Linked DNA regions of Mus musculus: all the other regions are linked to region 3. A link is a contact called in public HiCAR-type and HiChIP or PLAC-seq data. All regions are on one chromosome and are shown on one strand. The core of a region is the stretch at or near the end of the contact, and the rest is flanking DNA. Distances in the headings are between cores, read along the strand shown. Region 1 has its middle 12 kb from the start of Trak1. Region 2 has its middle 29 kb from the start of Trak1. Region 3 has its middle 17 kb from the start of Gm39458.

Region 1 (4,129 bases), core at 814-3,313, 660 kb before region 3:
AGATTCCAGGCTCTGGCTGGCCTGGAATCCATAATCCCCTTGTCTCAGCCCTCCGAGTGCTGAGGTGGCAGGCCTACACCACCACACCAGGCTCAATGCCATTTATTTATCTCCTGTGAAGGGACAGGAAAGGTCTCTTGCTGAACTTAGAGCTCATCATTGCAGCTAGACTGGGTAGCCAGAGACTGCCAGGAATCCATCTGTGGCTGGCTCTCACATGGGCTCTGTGAATCTGAACTCAGGGCCTCATGACAATCAGAGAACACTACTGGGCTCCCCAGCACCTCGAAGCAGTTATTTTTAAATTATGCATGTGTGTGTACATGGTTTTGTGTAGAAACACATGTGTGCATACATGTGGAGGTCAGGGGTCAATTCTGGGTGTCGTCCTGAGAAATGCCACCTGCCTCCTTGACATGGAGTCTCTTTCACCGACTTGGAGCTTGTGGTGCGGCTGGCTGGCCGCCCCACTGTCTACTGTCTCCGTCTCCCTGGGTTGGGACTGGAATACCATGCCACCATATATACCCAGCTTTTGTACCTGGTTTCTGGTGATCAAACTCTGGTCCTCAAGTGTGTATGGCATGCACTTTGCTGGCTGGGTCACCTCCCCAGCCCTTAGTGCCACCTTAAAGCCATGCCTTCTTCTAGCTCTGGAGAGCCTACCTCCCCCAATAATAACACAACCAACATCACTTAAAGAAAGTTCTGGGCTGAAGAGATGGCTCAATGGTTAAGAGCGCTGACTGCTCTGCCAGAGGTCCTGAGTTCAATTCCCACAACCACATGGTGGCTCACAACCATCTGTAATGAGATCCAATGCCCTCTTCTGGTGTGTCTGAAGAGAGCTGCAGTATACTAATATAAATAAAAAACAAACAAACAAACAAACAAACAAACAAATAAATAAAAAGAAAGTTCCCCAAACTCAAGAATAACAAAGGAATGACTGTGGCCCAATCCAACCCAGGCCAGACCCCTTTAGATCCTTCTGTAGCAAAGAAGCAATGTCCCCAACACACACGGTGACACCGGACAGGCCCGCAAAGTAAGGAAGGCTGATCCACTGATGCATCAAGGTTTCATGAATGAGAGGCGCTGTCACATGACCAACCCCCATGTCCAAGAATAATTCTGTTGCAGCTGAGAGGCAGCCCAGCCTCGACTCTGTCTCCTAGAATTAGGGAGAAAATGAGACCAGACCCAGAGCAGCTCAGCCTTACGTAACAGTCCCAACCCTCTTTTAGCTGTAGCAGCAGATTTTTTAAAGCACCATAAATAGCTCCCTCTCCTGCAGGGAGGCCATCCAGCCACAGAGCCTGAGGCAGCCAGCTTCTCCTCTTTCTTCTGCAGTGGAACCTTCACAAGCCTTCCAACACCTAGCAAGGTTAGTGAGGCAAGCGTGCCTGGCCCAGGACAGACATGTGTCACTGACCCCTAGAAGCTAGGCAGGAGATTCAAACTTTGGCCATTGACCGCCAAGAGTCAGCACTCACAGACTGGCACAGGCAGCAGAGACTACATTCGGGGACCCCACAGAGGGGCTTCTCTTGCAAGGTGGCACTGTGGGGGACAAGAGTAGCCGTCAGACATTTAATCCTGCCAATCGAGGGGCACAAGGCCAGCCTGGCAGGCAGCAGGAGGGAGGAGGTTTACAAGGCCCAGCAAAGTGATACTATGCCAGGCCCAACTGCAAGCTGCGTACAGAAAGCCACATCCTAAACCCTTCACATCCCAGGATTGGAGGAGGAACCTGGAGGCTGGCCAGAGCTGGGAGGGAGATGGCAAGAATGACTACCTCGTCCACAGATCCCTGCAAAGTGCTCATGGAATTCCTGAGATGCTAGGCTGGAAAGCCCTTACCTTGAAAACAAAAGTTCTGCCCAAGAAGGGCTCAGGGACCTGGGCTGCGGAATACTGCAGTCTACCTAGTAGGAATCATTTTTTGGAAGGGACACTGCATCCCTGGGGAGGATGCAGGCCAAGATCTACGGGAGGCTGGCATGGCAGGGAGGGGGTGTCACATCGGCCCTCTGAATATGGGCCTAAAGTTAATCATCAACCACACCCAGTGGCTACTTAGCCTCAAGTCCCAGGACAAAAGAATCAACTCCAAAGGGTGGACACCTAGGATCATGGGGTGGGGCTAGGAGAGGGTAGGAGCAGATGTCCATGGTGCAGCCTTTAATGTACTCAAACTATCAACAACAACAACAACACAAGGGCCCTACCAACAAAAAAGGGCATACAGGCTGCATGCATCATGTCATGACTGGGTTCTGCCAGGTGGGGGCACTGCCAACCCTAATTAATTCACAGCAGCCAGAGGATGGCAAGCCCATTCATTCTCTTCCCATTGGCTGTAGGGGGAAAAACTGAGGTTTGAAGTCATAAGTTCTATAGCCCAGGGAGGGCAAGAGGGTTCGGCAGATAAAGGAGCTTGCTGCCAAGCCTGAAGACCTGAGTTCAATCCCTTGAACCCATATGGTAGAAGGAGAGAAGAGATTCCTCCAAGTTGTCCTGAGTGTACTACACACAAAGACACACACATGCGCACCAGCACATGTGTACTACAAAAGTGTGCATGTGTGCTTAGTAAATTTTTTTAAAATCACTAATAAAACCATAGCCTGAGGTGTATCCAGGAAACGTCAAGTATCTCATTCCTCCTTACAGTGTGTGTAGGATCTTAGCTTTTCAGAACATGCTGGGACAACAAAAAGAACCACTGTACGAGGAAAACAGCTTTCTCAAGTGAGCACGTGCAAGGAAATTATGATCTTCTCACACCCAAAAGCTAAAGGCAAACAGTATAAAACGTTGCTAAAGCTGATTCAACGACAGAAGTTACCAGGAAAAATTATATAGGCTGGCAAGACGGCTCAGCTCACAGAGGACCTGTGGCAGAGCCTCATGGCCTGGGACTATATTGGAGAAGAGAAGCAAGTCCCACGAGTTGGTCTATGAGCTCCACACATGTCACATGCTCTGCATGCTCCCTCCACACATAGATGCACACACAAGAAAATAAATAAATAAGCAAGCAGGCTTTAGGTTACCGGGAAAATGGCAATGATAATCAGAACCGTCACCCTGGCATCTTTCCATTCCTAACTGACCTGTGCTGCTCACTTCAGTGATGTTCAGGAACTTAGATCAAAGCAATCCCAAAGGGATAGAGAGAGAGTTCCATCAGTTAAGAGCACTGGCTGCTCTTCCAGAGAACCTGGGTGTGATAGTTTGTATAAGTTCAGTCCAGGGAGTGGTACTATTAGAAGGTGTATCCCCATTGGAGTAGGTGTGGCCTTTTTTGTTGGAGTAGGTGTGTCACTGTGGGTGTGGACTTTAAGACCCTCATTTAAACTGCCTGGAAGACAGTATTCTGCTAGCAGCCTTCAGATGAAGATGTAGAACTCTCAGCTCCTCCTACTCCATGCCTGCCTGGATGCTGTCATGTTCCCACCTTGATGATAATGGACTGAACCTCTGAACCTGTAAGCCAGCCCCAATTAAACATTGTCCAAAGAGTAGCCTTGGTCATGATGTCTGTTCACAGCAGTAAAACCCTAACTAAGACAAAGGTGACTGCCTGTAACTCCAGTCTCAGTGAAGAGACCCTCTTCTGATCTCCAAGGCCATCACATGCACACATGCATATGCACACATGCACACACACAATATACAAACACACATACATACATACATACATACATACAAACAAAGCACTCATATACATAAAATAAGTCTTACAAAATTTAAAAGTAATTCCACAGCTAGTTGTTCTCTAAGGAAAAGCAGAAGTTCGTTCTAAGACCTAACTTTCCTCGAAGCACATATGAAGACAGAGAAACCTGTTATCTATTACAGATGTCAATTAAATAAGACACAGTCGGGCCACACAACACAACTTGTCCCCCTCATTCCTGTGCCTTACGATAGCAACACAGAGAAACTGGGTCACCAAGAACAGATGTCAAACACGGGCTCAGTGTGAAATCACAGCTCACAACCCATTGCAGGGCATGGTGTGTCTATCTGCATTAGAAGATGCAGAACTTCGCCACACGCACCACCAGGTCAGAGCCTCTCTCAACCCTCATCTGAGATGCTTCTATCTGCAGCAGGCAGG
Region 2 (4,594 bases), core at 1,147-3,646, 650 kb before region 3:
GATGCCATGTCACACTCACAGTGGAATACTCCTCTGTAAAGACATGATGGACACACACACACACACACACACACACACCACAACATGGACCAACCCTGAGAACACCACACTAAGCAAGAACTCAGGCTTACAGGAGGGTCTATGTCACGACTCCATCTCTAGGAAGTATCTCTGTGAATGGACTAAAAGCCACCAAATCCGTCTTTTTGAAATATCTCTCCACTATGTGATGTGTATGCACACATACTCATGTGTGCATGGGGCGAGGTAAGCATGTCCCAGCATGCATCTGGAGTCAAAAGACAATCTCAGGAGTCAGTTTACGTGATCCAAGGATCTAAGCTGAGACCCTCACAGTTGCACAGCAAGCATCTTACCCAGTGACCGTCCATCCACACAGCCTGAATGATGTACTCTAGCAAATGAACTACACGGTACAGCAACTATGTCTCAATTAAACTGTCTTTTTTCCTTCCAAAACTTTTCTTGCACCTATGGGAAAAGTTAGGCAGTTTCCCTGGGGTATATTCTGCTTGTTTGGGGTGGTTACAAGAGATGGACAGGAGAGGAGAGGAGAGGAGAGGAGAGGAGAGGAGAGGAGAGGAGAGGAGAGGAGAGGAGAGGAGAGGGACAGGGACAGACAGAGATAGATACACACAGACACACATGAAGACGAGGAGGAGGAGGAGGAGGAGGAAGAGGTCTTCATCATCTGTCCTTCTGTGAGATCATCTGAAGAAAGTTCCCGGCGTCTCTGGTTCTGGGCTCACCTCTGATACATTATTAACAAATGTCCAGAGAGATTCCTGACGATAATCAATCTCAAACCTGGGATGACTCATCTCTGGCTGACTTACCTTTATCTATTCAAGCGAATAAAATGTCCCCCGCTGTTTCCACTTTCCACAATACACAGAATTCCTGCCGTATAACACACTCAACATTTTCAACTACACTGAGAAGTACAGCAGTAATAAAGACTAGGAAGTCATTTTGTCAATTTATTTAAAAAAAAAAAAAAAGCAAGCCGGGCGTGGTGGCGCACGCCTTTAATCCCAGCACTTGGGAGGCAGAGGCAGGTGGATTTCTGAGTTCGAGGCCAGCCTGGTCTACAAAGTGAGTTCCAGGACAGCCAGGGCTATACAGAGAAACCCTGTCTCGAAAAACCCCAAAAAAAAAAAAAAAAGAAAAACAAAAACAAAAACAAAAACAAAAACAAATACTAAGGAGGCTGGAGAAGCTCAGCTGGCAAAGGGCTCACTTTGCAAGGTCCTGAATTCAATCCCCAGTGCCCATGTAAAAAGCCAGACACCATGGCACACATGGTGAGAGAGCCCAGGAATGGTGAGTCCCTGAAGCTCAGTCCAGCCTGCTTGATGAGCTCTGGACCAATGAGAGATCTTCTCTGCAAAACAAGATAGAGAGGGACCAAGGAACAACAGCTGAGGGTGAGATCTGGTCTCTACACACATGTGCACACATGGTCTCTACACACACGTGTGCACATATGAATTAGGGATCAACTTTTCTGTGGAACATTTCTTCTGCCAGGAAGCAGGTGAGGTCTGTGAAATCCCAGGCTCGGGCAGCAGGTGGCCTGAGGTACTAGTCCATATTTGGTTACCACAATGAAACACTCGAGGCTGGGCAGCTTATAAAGAAACAAGCTCCCTGTGGGCCACAGTTCTCAAGGCTCTATGTCCCAGATTGGACATGTTGTGGCTACCCAAAATGCTCAAGGGTCCCACAATGCTGCTCTGGGTTCTTTTCACACATTCCATAGGCCACACCTTTAAATATCCCATCCCCACCTCTCCACACACCCCCACCCCAACCCCGTGCACATCAACCTATATCCAAACTACACAGGGGCCAGGTTATTCCTCAATAACCCATGGCTACCCATGATGCTAGAATAAAATAGAAGTTGCTTGCTATCCAGCGTGCACCTGCCCTTTCTTGCCTCAGTTTCCTGGGCCGGGACACCAGATAAGTCAAAGGATCAAACTGAGACTCTCTAGTCAAAGGGTGGACTAAAACTAAATTATCCCACGATCATGCCAAAGTGCTTAGCACAGTACTTGGTACAGAGCAAACGCCACCTGCCATCACTGCTATAGCAGCACACCACTTCAGTGTGCTCCAGGACGGACACACACACACACACACCCACACACACCCACACACCCACACACACACACATCCTACCCACACCACCAATCCCATCCCTTATTCTGGGCCTGGCATTCTCTCAGAGTGAATCTTAGGGATGGTAGACAGATTGTTTCCCTTTATCCCCACAATGAAAAGCCCAGCCAGGCTATCACAGTATAATAACAGTCAACATGAGATAAAATCAGGCAGACAGCACCCATAAGGCCCACGGGGCAGACTCCAATGGAGAAGAAAGAGCCCCATTGTTTGAGCACAGCCTCGGGGAACAAGAATGCAGAGAAGCAGGCATTGTTTGGAGGAAAGAATCTGCAGGCTCAGAGCCAACTGTGAAAGAGCAACTCGGCCTTGGAGAGGCCTCAGGGGAGTTCTCCACACCTTCCTTCCAGACTTGAGTAGAACCCACCTACCCTAGAAGCTCCACCCTGCACCCACCTTCAAGTCCATGGAAGCCAGGAAGTAAGCACTGGACACACATACACATACACACACACACACACACACACACACACACACCACCCTAGGAGGCTTATAAAACACAGATGCTGAGTCCTACCCAGGTCAAGGAAGTTTGAGTGAAGGCAAAACACTCCTTTGTGTTAGTTTTTGACAGTTTCTCGTGTAGCTCAAGCTGGTCTCAAACCCCTAAGTAACCTTGAACTTCTGGCCCTCTTGCCTCTACCTCCCAAGTGCCAGGATGTTGTTGGTCCGTGAAAGGCAGCCTGGTTCCTGGTCGAGCACAGGCTTGAAATCCCGGTGACCCTGTAGGGATGGTACTAGGACGCACTCCAGGACACTAGGCTCCTAACATGAGGCCGCAGCCCTCCATAGATTGGTGTCCTTCAGTCACATAAGGGCAATGCCCCAAGCCCCTCCACAGGTAGAAGATGTGACTGACTTGTGGTCACACAGCCTCAAGACAGATCTCCATTTTAGTGAGGTACCTAAAGGCCTGGAGCCAATAAACTCCCCTTCCCAGACACTCCTCCCTGCAAAAGGTATTTAACCTCAGGCCCGCCCTGAGAAGTACGGTATGGTTTTCAGTCATCCACTTTCCACCATTGACAATGAATGTCTTAAAACCATGGACACTCTTTTTCATCAGGATCCACCATGGGGAGCAATGGAACAGGCCTTTGCCTAAAGAGCCGGCTGCCTAATCTCCCACAGAAGGTTTCTCAGTGCTCCCAGCCTCCGTCCCCACCAAGCCAAGCCAAACAAGCCAAGGGCTCTCTCCTCCCCGCAGGACCTAGCAAGGAGTTCTCCCCTCTTTTCCCCTTCAGCTCCAGGCTAGATCCAGCCCCTGGGACCCCACTCCGTTCTCAGCTCTTCTGTGGCTCCCAGTGGTGCTTGGATATCCAAGAGCCTGAGAACCAGACAGCCCAGTCCTCCACACAGGCCCGGAGATCCCCTAGCCAGCTCCGGCTGTCCCCTGGACTGCGCTCCCCCACCCCCAAAAGGGGTGTCCTGAAGCTTCCCATAGCCTGACACCCGCCCGGCGCCAGCGTGGGGTAAGCACAATCAAAACTCCTGTGTCCCACCTCCACCCATGTCCCGAGCCCTGTGGCGGAGTGGATGTGGGACACCCCATAACCCGACATCAGGATCACAGGCACTAGGATACCTCATCTGGTTTATATGGAACTGTTGACCCGGGGCCTCATGCGTGCCAGGCAGGTGCTCTACCAACTGAGCTGCATGCCTAACTCAAGAATCTGACAGTCTCTTGAGGTGGTGCTGAGGATCCTGGGACCACACAGAGAAGGCTGAAACAGTCAGCCCTCACCCAAATTCCAACACAGGTTGGACACCACACCCCTAATGCACCCCACTTCCCAGAGGGGTCTGCTATTATTTTTACACATCTTTGACTCCTTGTGTGCTTGGACTACACTGATGTTCCTTGTGGCTTCCGGAGGCTCTAATACCAATCTCCTCAAGCCAGGGCTGCTCTAAGTATCATATTGCAAAGGCACAAGGTGGCTGTAATCACAGAACAGGGTTAGAAAGGGGAGACGTTTAATAAGAAAACAGTCTCAGCTACACATACTTGGACAGCCACATGGGCTGTGTTCTGAAAGCAGAATGAAGCGCCCAGACCCCTCGTCTTTTGTGCTCCCATTTCTCAGGTCAACCTACACCTTTCATCCTTTCTCGAAACAGCAGCGGCCGAGGGTGTCCTCCTCTAAAGGATCGTCCAGCTCATGAACCCTTGACCTTGGCACAGCCCCAAGGCCAAGGCCTTCTTAGTAGAAGGTGAGACAGACAGGATCCCCAGGGCCGGCTGCCTTCCCCAATGCATTGTCAAAGGAAACAATAAGTAAAGACACACACCCTGGCTTTCACAAAGACCAATGCAGCAAGGCCAGGGAAAGCCTTTGGCAAAACAGAGCTAGGATGGGTGGGGAGAGTTGCCTGGGGC
Region 3 (4,435 bases), core at 1,228-3,727:
AATAGGGAGAACAGATACAAAGGTCCAGTGGACCCCAGGTCCATCTTTGTGGTCACCCCAGGTCCTTCTTTGGGTTGACTCCAGGTCCATCTTTGGGGTGACTCCAGGCCCATCCTTGGGGTCACCCCAAGTCCTTCTTTGGGTTGACTCCAGGTTCATCTTTGGGTTGACTCCAGGTCCATCTTTGGGGAGAACCCAAGTCCTTCTTTGGGGAGATTCTAGGTCCTTCTTTGGGGTGACTCCAGGTCCTTCTTTAGAGTGACCCCAGGCCCTTCTTTGGGGTGACCCAGGTCCTTCTTTGGGGTGACCCCAGGCCTATCTTTGGGGTGACTCCAAGTCCTTCTTTGAGATCACCCCAATTCCGTCTTTAGGGTGACATGAGCTTTAAGTAGAGGAAGAAGAGGAGAAAAGGTGTGTAGCCCTGGGCCAGGCGTGACCCTGATGATCACCATGCCAGCTGTGGCTCTAGAAGATGATCATCCAGGGTGTGGCCTTGGCTTTGACTCCTGGATAGCTGCCTTCTCCTGGGGTTTCTGTTCTTAGAATCCAGGGTAGATATAGATCCAGGTTAGGACAGTGACTTATCCTTGTTTTTTAGTCCTGGAAGCAGGCTGAACTATGCTAGGTAGGCAGACACAGGCATTCCTGTGCTGAGTCAGGCAGAGCTCTGAACCAAAGCCAGGGACACAGACAGGGAATGAAGGCAGAGATGGCAGGCTCCGCCCTTTTGGTCCAGGTGAAGAGTCAGCACTTTTAATCAAGAGCAACAACTAAGGGCCTCTTAGAGAGATCTGGGTGAAGTTGACAGAGTGCAGGGCACTCAGAGAGGGGAGGAGAACCATCTGAGTTGTGAGTGCAAAAGCAACTGAGATTCTTGCCGTTTTCTTTCCTGTGCTGCTGTGTTTTAAGTCTCTCTCTCTTGTTGGTATGAAGGATGCAACATTTCTTCAGGGGTTTGGGTATCCACAGTTCGCTCCCACCTGCCCTGACAGCACAGGCTTGCCATTGTGTGAATGCCAGCTTACTCTCTGCAGAACCTCACACGGCTGGCATCTAGGAACAAGAAATGGAGCCAACAGCTTTCGGCCGATGAGAGGTGGAGTTGGTAGAGGAAGTCCAACTTCTTGTGTTGGTTGGTTGGGACCCTTCACAGTTGTTCCCAAGACAGCAGCAGCCTCACTTGGGAACTCACAGAAATGGAAGCTATCAAGGTCCGCCACTACATACTGACTGAATCAGAAACTGAAGCTGGGCCCCAGCAGACAGGGCTCCACAGCTTTCCAGGCAACTCTCCTGCGTGTGCAGATATAGCCGTGCATGCTGTTTCCCAGAGTGTCCTTGCGGCTCTAGCTGCCTAGGGCTAACCTGTTTATAAATGGAGTGTGTGCTGTTCTGACCACAAGTCTCCAATATCATCTTACTCGTGAGAAAGCAGGGAAGGTTGTATTCTGGAGAATGCGTGCGTGTTTCTGCTGGTACCATATACAGAGTTGGTACAGTCTAGAGATGGAGTATTTTCCTATCTATGAATATTCATCTATCTACAGTCACACGCATACATAATTGCTTATTTACATGCAAATCCGTGGAGATCTGCATTAGATAGAAAGGAATAAAAAAAAAGTTAGCTGATTGTTGTAGAGTTGAAGCCAACAAGACTGCAAGTGTCTGACCCCATACCTGGACAAAGTACACACTCAATGAAAACAAACATAAATGCCCACGGCCCTTCAGAAGGGTGACATGTAAAGCATGTCTGGGATAGCCCCCAAGCGAAGGGGCCTAGGAACTCCGAGGAACAAGAATGTCTCAGACACAGATTTGAGGGAGAATCTGGAGCTATGTCTCGGCTCTCGCCTTCAAAATCAACCTCTGTGTTCCGCCTGTGGCCTCTGCCACAGAGCTAAGGATGTGAGAGGCACCAGCTGGCCTGCGCCTGTGGTGACCGTCCCCACTTTTCCTCTTTGCATCAGTAAAGCATCCCTCTACCCAGGAGGGGAGTGAATCTATTGCTCTGTGGGCAGATGGCTCTCTCGCTTCTGAGAAAGTAGGCTGTTTTGTTACTCTTCTCGCTACTGTGGCAGGAAGCAACCTGAGGGTGTGCTGTGGCTCACACAGCCTGCCAGCCTGATGGCGTCAAGAACCACCTTCAGACAAACCCCTCTGAACTTCTGTGAAGAAGTTTCTAGATTATTTACTTGAGGTGGTACTACCCAGCCTAAACGTGGGTGGTACTGGGATCCCTGACTGAGTACAAAGATGAAAGCGCTGAGCACAGACGTGCACGCAAGCGTGTGTGTGTGTGTGTGTGTGTGTGTGTGTGTGTGTGTGTGTGTGTGTGGTGTGTGTGCGCGCGCGAGGAACCAGGAATCCCCACTGGCTGCAAACTTCAAGGCTGGGTCCCCAGTGAGCATCTCTCCCGAGCATGGAGAAGGCACAGAAGGGCCAAGCCTCTACTACTGCCTGCTTCTACAGGAACCGCTGGAGGGAAGTGAAGAGCAGTGTGTGTAGATGCCGCCCCCGTCCCAGGCCCCGCCCCCTGCATGGCCCCAGCTAGTGACTTGCAGCCGGGACAGCCAGCCTTCTGCATCCCGGCAGGGTGCCGGGAAGTAATTCACTGCAGAGGCTCCTCCTCAGTGCAGTTTCCTGTGGCCAATTATTTTGGGAACGAGGACTGGAGGTTTGGGTGGAGGAGGGGCAGTCAAGGGCCTGGAAGCAAAAGGGCATGAGGCTGATCCGGCCTCCATGCCCTGATGTAGAGGTAGCCTCCACCCTCCACACGAACACAGAAGCGTCACATGGACCCGCATTGTGTGGCTTGGAAGTCCTCCGCTTGTACACCATCCCTCCAGAGTCAGGAACCAGACGCTGGAAGGCAGCCTTTTAGTTTTTTTTTTTTTTTTCCACTATGGGAGGAATGAAGCGGGGAGGAGGGGTCCACACACTCACACGATCCAAGTAGACTTCTCCTAGTTTGTTTTTCTGACACATTGGAAACCGCACAGTGCAGAGAAAATTCGTCTCACATGCTCAGGCCTGCTTTCCCGGAACGCATCCAGAGACGGCTGTGTCAACACTGCTCAGCCAGCCAGCCTCAAAGGGATGGGCTCTGTCAAGGAAAAACTCAACCCAGACCCTGGCGTGAGGGGGCGGCGGGGGCTTTGTGTATCCTTTAAAGGGAGAGTGGGCCTCTAAGCGGACCAGGCACTTCCCCCACCACGCAGTTGTCCCCACACCACCCCTGTATCGCAGGGGTTCCCCGTCCCAGATGGTGCTGAGCTGTGTGTGTGTGTGTTCAGCTGCTCTGCTTCCTCTGAAGCCACAGGGAGGAACCGGAGAGGGAGCCAGGAGGATGGAGGAAGCCTGGGTGGAGGATGTTCCTGGTGGCTAGAGCAGCTAGGTACCACACTGGATGCTGATTTGGATGGAGAGGAGCCTCAGAAGTGAGTCCCCAGAGTTTGAGATCTGGACGTCAACCCTCAGTGTTCAAGACCCAGATGTAACACCACCACCTCCCCCCACACCCCACCACCAAGTGTTAAGAGACCTGGACCTAATTCCCACGCTGTTGTTTGAGATGCAGATGTAACCAAGCCCTCTCTTAAGAGACCTAGCTGTAAATCTCACCCCAACCTAGCCCTAACAGATTCAAATGCAAACTCTCCCCTACTCATTCCCCTATTCACTACTGTAAATTCCCAGTGTGAGATCAGGTGTAAGCATCGGGTGTTTCTGTGAAACTGGAGCTTCCTCTGCAGACGAGAGAGAGGAGCTGCCTCTGGGCAGCCAAGGTGTGGGGCCATCATGGCTCACTGACCGTGGCTTCTTGCTACCTGCTTGTCCTTGGAGGCCTTCTACCTGTGGCTCGCTTCTTCAGACACAGTTTGTGGTTCTCAAAGCTGCCTGTGTGGTCAGGAATGTTTACAGTTTGGGATTTCAGTGACCACAGCCTACCAGGAACAGCAAGGAAACCCCTTGTTTCTCTACCATAAAGTAAGTTCCACTGAGCGCCATTGCCCAGTTCCTATGAGGGCTACGGTCGTTCTAGGGTTAATTTAGGATCTTGAGCTCTGGCCACAATCCAGATCCTAATGACACTGTAGAGTTTCTTGTCCCTCCTGGCTCTCCCCTCAGTCTTGAGCTCTCAGGAGCAGGCATGAACCGGTCAGTGGGGTTGCGGAGAGCAGAGGTAGTGGAGCGGCTTCCTCTGCCTTCAGCATCTGTGTAGTGGTGGTTGGGGCCTTCAGCATCTGTGCAGTGGTGGTTGGGGCCTTCAGCATCTGTGTAGTGGTGGTTGGGGCCTTCAGCATCTGTGCAGTGGTGGTTGGGGTCTTCAGAAAAGCTGGCTGGGAATCAGTTTGGCCACAGATGCCTGGGCTCTCGCCTCTGTGTGACCTCGCCCTGCTGGTGAATGTCTCCCTGAGTTGCTTCACTT

Evidence for each region. HiCAR-type assays count read pairs that join an accessible place to other places. HiChIP or PLAC-seq counts read pairs in DNA pulled down with a chosen protein or histone mark.
Region 1: a HiCAR-type map of astrocytes shows a contact between it and region 3, with 2.4 times the contacts expected there. The contact joins two enhancer-like sites. A contact is called at or near these places in 5 of 115 datasets of contacts at active chromatin or transcription factors (astrocytes, bone marrow-derived macrophages and embryonic stem cells).
Region 2: a FOXA1 HiChIP or PLAC-seq map of pancreatic cancer cells shows a contact between it and region 3. The contact joins two enhancer-like sites. A contact is called at or near these places in 1 of 484 Hi-C or Micro-C datasets (embryonic stem cells) and 2 of 115 datasets of contacts at active chromatin or transcription factors (embryonic stem cells and pancreatic cancer cells).

Annotation. Positions count from the first base shown.
Region 1 is chr9:121,353,140-121,357,268 of GRCm38.p6, reverse strand. It overlaps a transcript of Trak1 not described here. Among named protein-coding and RNA genes, the nearest start is that of Trak1, 12 kb to the left of the region's middle. Within about 2 kb of position 2,063, at least 74 of the 459 cell types and tissues checked have an H3K27ac peak or open chromatin away from gene starts, as enhancers often do. A contact at or near this core is called in astrocytes and bone marrow-derived macrophages, where this site is marked.
Region 2 is chr9:121,335,678-121,340,271 of GRCm38.p6, reverse strand. It overlaps a transcript of Trak1 not described here. Among named protein-coding and RNA genes, the nearest start is that of Trak1, 29 kb to the left of the region's middle. Within about 2 kb of position 2,396, at least 106 of the 459 cell types and tissues checked have an H3K27ac peak or open chromatin away from gene starts, as enhancers often do. A contact at or near this core is called in embryonic stem cells and pancreatic cancer cells, where this site is marked.
Region 3 is chr9:120,689,898-120,694,332 of GRCm38.p6, reverse strand. No RefSeq gene overlaps it. Among named protein-coding and RNA genes, the nearest start is that of Gm39458, 17 kb to the right of the region's middle. Within about 2 kb of position 2,477, at least 179 of the 459 cell types and tissues checked have an H3K27ac peak or open chromatin away from gene starts, as enhancers often do. A contact at or near this core is called in astrocytes, bone marrow-derived macrophages, embryonic stem cells and 1 more, where this site is marked.